Linked DNA regions of Capsicum annuum: region 1 is linked to region 2. The links are chromatin contacts, called in public Hi-C maps. All regions are on one chromosome and are shown on one strand. Each heading gives the region's core, a stretch centred on a gene start, on an enhancer-like site or on the middle of the called end of the contact. The rest is flanking DNA. Distances are from core to core; before and after follow the strand shown.

Region 1 (2,700 bases), core at 112-2,611, 35 kb before region 2:
ATTTTTATATTTTTTTATTTGTTATACTACTGTTATCTATCATGAGCCAGGGGTCTATCGAAAACAAACCTCTCTACTTTATTTGAGATAATGATATAGACTACGTACACTTTACTCTCCTCAAATCCTACTTTATAGGAATGCACTTAGGTATGTTATTGTTGTACAAGAGTTTACCCAAACCAGCTACTCCCTCCGTCTCATTTTATGTGTCGTCATTTAACCGGGCACGGAGTTTAAAAAATAAGAAAAGACTTGATAATATTTACCAAATTGTCCTTTATCAAAAAATGTGCTACTATCTTTTTTTAATTAAGTGGACCTAATAAGGGTAAAAATGTAATTATGTTTTTAAATATTTATCAAATAAGGAAACATGATATTCTTTTTGGGACGGACTAAAAAAGAAATGATGACAAATAAAATGAGACAGAGGGCGTATTTAGTTAAACCAGATTTGAATAGGTTAGGATGTTTTGTATTATAAATGTATGAGTTATTAACACACTCCTATTATATATATTTTTATGAACTAATTTTATCAATCTTATTTCCTATATCGATCAATGGTGTCTTCATTTACTTGTACTTGTCAAATTTTGATTTGACACACTCATTAAGAAAATAATTATTAATATGATTATTTTACTATAATATTCCTATTAATTTATTTTTACTATTGTGTCTTGAAATTAGTCAGAAGAATAAACAATTAATACTTATGGTATAATAGGAAAAAAATTATATTTTCTAGATATATCAAAAATAATGACAAATAAAAATAAAAATATAATTAGAAAATAAGTAATAAATAAAAGCTAACTAAGAGAGTATTTAAAAGATGATTTCACTAATTATATATGTATTACATACGTCATAGGTGATTTAACAGAAGAAAATTGTTGCAATTAATGATTAATATATTTGCAATTGTTGATCCGTGCATGTAAATGCACGCTATCTATTGCATGTTTTTCCAACACTATGGAACGATGTCAACAATATTACTCATCTTCTTTAGTTTCTTCTTCGTTGGTCATACTTTGTTCGTATAGTTGCCACGTATTGTTTTTTGAGAGTCAATTTAACTAACTTTTAAAATTAAATTAAGTTAGAATAATTTGATATTTTAAAATTAAAATTTTAAATATTCAAAATTATATAAAAAATATTATAAATTACAAATTTTCATATATCTATATGATAAATAAAATGTATCTTAAAATATTAATCAAAATTTATAATCGTAAATTATGAGAAGTATTTTGAAATGGAAGTAGTTTGATTACTCCCAACTTTTTGTCAATTCAGCCAAAGAATAGTTAAAACAAGAGTTGGACAAGGAGTGACGTATTCTCCCGATTCAGAAAAAGAATTATACAACATGTTGAACATCTGGATCGACGTGTCTAATTTTGACCATCACTTTACATATTGATTTTTAATTTTTGTAATTATAAAATGCAATACATATTTTTAGAATTACGTGAAAAATCTTGTAAATCTAGTCTTTATAGTAGTTATGAAGGGAGTACTAACTACTGCATACGTAAATAGTTGAGAGATTCTTACCTTGCATTATACACTGCATCCTCAATTAAATAAGTTAATTAGTCTAATTATATTATTTAGGGAAAACAATAAAAGTTAATTAGTTTTAATCCATCTGTATAGACGTAGGTGATGATACTAGAGCTGTATGCCTACCAATTTACTTTAATCCATCTATCTATCTATATGTGTGTGTATTTTTTCGTATTCTGTCTTTTCAAATATTACGTATCCTTCTTATGCAAAGTCAAGCATGCGTTAATTACATTTTGGCCTCCAAATTCACCTCACATCACGAATTGTGCGTCATGGAGAATATTTTGGTTCAGACATATACTCTAGTATTCCATTCGTTCCTTTTTGTTGCCGTGTTTTATTTTTCACGAGTTAATTTAACTAATTTTTAAAGCTTAAGTAGATCAAATTAACTTGATATATTAAAAGAATACAAAAAATTTACAAGAAGTACTAAAATTATAATTTTTCGCATGTCAATATGATGAAAAATTATATTTTAAGATGTTGATCAAAATTGATATCATTTGATTCTTAAAAAAGAAAAATATGACAATTAAATTTTTAAGGATAAATAATTTAGTATTTCTATAGTTGGAACTTGTAACCAACTCTGAGTAAAGGATAAATAGTTTCAATCATTTCACCACGGATAAATAAGTTCAAGCATTTCACCACATCCCTAGGTAATAATTATTAACTATAGTGGTAACCAAGATTTTTTCTTTTACTTTCTAGTTTAAACTTTAAAATGTTAATTCGAAGCATCATCAGGCAAAATTGCAGATTTCATAATTATTGCTGCTTCTTCTTGTTTACCTAATTGTAATCAACTCAACTCATGAATCATAATTAGAGAAAGTCGTGGAAATTAGTACCATTTCAAGTCATTAGACTTAAATTATTGGGACTAATTAATAGTGTCACCAATATGGATTACGATATTCTGTTCAGATTTTGCTTTAACTTTGGCATGGAATAGTAGCACATTGCACGTGATTATTTACCGAGTTACAAAACTTAATTAGACTATGTTACAGCTTGTTTGGATATTATTGTTACCTATTGTATTATATTGTCATTTCAAATAAAATGTTCGTTTTGATTTATACTTAAATTTTATTATATCAAGTC
Region 2 (2,700 bases), core at 69-2,568:
CTATTTTTCGTAATTTTGAAACTGTTGCTATAAAAGTTATAATTAAGGCTCTATAGTTGCTATTTTTAAAATTTTCCCTATAAATTTTGACTTTTAAAATTCAATCACTATTTTTTTTACTTTAGGTAACAAAACTACAAAAGTACCCTATTCATTTTATTTTTTTAATCTTATTTCTAAATATATATATTTTAATTAATTTATTTAATTTATGAAATCACTACATAAAATTTAAGCAATTAAATTTACTATTTTAAAATATACTCCCTCTGTTTCATTTTAGTTGACTCTCTTTCTAAAAATATTTGTTTCAATCTAGTTGTTCCTTTGATGAAATCAAGAAGATTTTAATATGTTCTTCCTATAATATCCGTATCATTAAATGACTACACAAATTGTATAACTCAAATTTATATTTTCAAAGTATAATTATAAGGTTAATTTGGTAAAATAGAATCCTAATAAATATTTTTCTTAATGGGTGTGCCAAATCCATGGGGGCCAACTAAAACGAAACGGAGGGAGTAAGTAGTAAAATTAATTAGAAAAATAATTTTCTAGTAAATATTTTTGTAAGAAAATGCTACTCAATTTAAAAAAGAATGATCTATTTTTTTTATAATTTTAATTTCAACTTTCAAATGATATATTTAAAATTATAAATTAAATAATATTTTGTTATTTTTAATATAATTTTAATGTATGATCACAATTTTTTATTTTTTTTTAAATTCTGTATTAAATTGAAATAAGTTATTCTTTCCTTAAGGAGAGGGAGTAAATCAATACAACTAAAGTAAAATAAAATGAAGGGAGTGAAGAATAAGAAGAAGAAAATAAATGAGAACAAATTTTTTTATGGGATGACCAAAATAAAAAGGCGTGGAAAACAATTTGAGAAGTGGAGGGAGGAGTGTTTTTCTGGGGGAAGGAGAAAGGGATAAACAAAAAACAAAAATCCGCTGTTACAATAGCCCATTGGAAAATGGCCCCTGGTTTCTCATTTTTCTACAAATACTATATATATTTAATGTACTTAAGGAGCTCTCAAACCCATTTCCAATGGGCCCCTGGTTTCTCATTTTTCTACAAATACTATATATATTTAATGTACTTAAGGAGCTCTCAAACCCATCGCTATCCACTATTCTCTATTTATATACACCCCTCCTCCCATGGATTTATAAATTTTCATTCCTTTGTTTTTCTTAATTTTTAACCACTCAACAGCTCCTACATGTACAATATATTAGTACAACAGTAAAATTTTGTTGCTCTTTTTTCGTATTTTCTTGAATTAATCAATATTTGGATTAAATGGGGGCTGAGAAAAATGGAAATGATCGAAAAGGTAGTGAAAATGGAGAGATGAAGAATAAGCGCAAACGGAGAAAAGTAGTAGTTTCAAGGGTTCAGAAACTGTATAAAACTTGCAAACTGGTTTTTGCTAATTGCAGACCTGGCGTTGTGCCGTCAATGGAAAATGTTGAACGTGTCAAGGCAGTTTTAGGTATGCTATTATTCTGGTTTCTTTTTCTATACGATCTAATTCTGCAGCTGTTGCATGCTGTCATTTTTTCTTCTCTTTTTTGTCATAACTTGTATAATTTCTACTTTATTGGGAGCATGTGTGTATAATGTTGGGGCAACAATGCTGTTAGCGTTGCAACAAAGTGCGTGTTTTGAGGCACAACTTTAGCAAACGAGGCATGATCTGGCATTCATAAGATTGCTCTGCCATTGTCATTATAAATTCGTTTGCAAAAATAACGGCAACATACCTTGCGTAAGTGTCATTGTGTATAAGTTAGTCTTGTGAGGGTAGATAGATTGTATTTGATAAGCTTTTCGCTTTAGTAAAGCATATCAAAATCTGTATGAGAAGGATTTATAAATTTGTTTGCTAAGTCATGGCATTAGTTTCTTTTCTCATTTCCGTCTATCTTTTGACTTTTGTTTTTTAAACTACTATTTTTGTTGCGGATGCTATGTTTAGTGCATGATTTTGACATATATTTTCCCTCCCTATTGTGGAAATGCGTTACTATAGGAAGTCTTTCTTAAAGGTGTTTGGATAATGCTGCTTCATTTTAATTGCTCCTTTTTTAAAGCTAATTTGTTTAGTATTACTATTTTTCTGGATTACGTGTTGAATTTATCTGCACTTTAGTCCATGAAATTATTGTCTTGTTGGTTAAAAAAGGAGCTAACTTTTTTTTGGAATTAGGAAGTACTAACAGCTACACCGTTCCCTTTATTTCTTTCAATCTTTTTTTTTATCAATACTTTCCTAAAACTTAACGGTGTTTACACCAATTCAACGTATAAATGACATGTGTTTGAGTATACATTTTTACTTTGTTAAATCATTTCGTCATGGTTTAAACATACATTTTTTGCTTAATGGTGATTTGTTAGCATCCATTTTTCAACTTCATTAAACTAATCACTTCATCATGGTATGGATAAATTTGTTTACCTTTTCCTTTGTTTGCTTTTTTTTTTTTCTTTTCTTCTTTATATATATGACACTCGAGTTTCTCCATTTCCTTTGTACAGATAAGATGACTTTAGCTGATGTTGGTTTGAGACGAAATATGCCATATTTCAAGTCAACGGTATCATCAGATAGACCTCCTAAAATAACATACCTGCATCTCCATGAATGTGACAAATTCTCGGTATGTAGCTAAGGTCCAC

The links. Hi-C and Micro-C count contacts between places; a contact is called where the count stands out from the background.
Region 1: a Hi-C map of pericarp shows a contact between it and region 2, with 2.6 times the contacts expected there. The contact joins the enhancer-like site here to the promoter of LOC107858786 in region 2. A contact is called at or near these places in 2 of 5 Hi-C or Micro-C datasets (pericarp and placenta).

The regions. Positions count from the first base shown.
Region 1 is chr2:98,107,497-98,110,196 of UCD10Xv1.1, reverse strand. No RefSeq gene overlaps it. Among protein-coding and RNA genes, the nearest start is that of LOC124895938, 32 kb to the right of the region's middle. Within about 2 kb of position 1,361, at least 1 of the 5 cell types and tissues checked has an H3K27ac peak or open chromatin away from gene starts, as enhancers often do. A contact at or near this core is called in pericarp, where this site is marked.
Region 2 is chr2:98,072,592-98,075,291 of UCD10Xv1.1, reverse strand. LOC107858786 (plant cysteine oxidase 2) reads left to right here and starts at 1,318. Exons shown (of 5, transcript NM_001324755.1): 1 at 1,318-1,510; 2 at 2,560-2,681. The coding sequence starts at 1,318.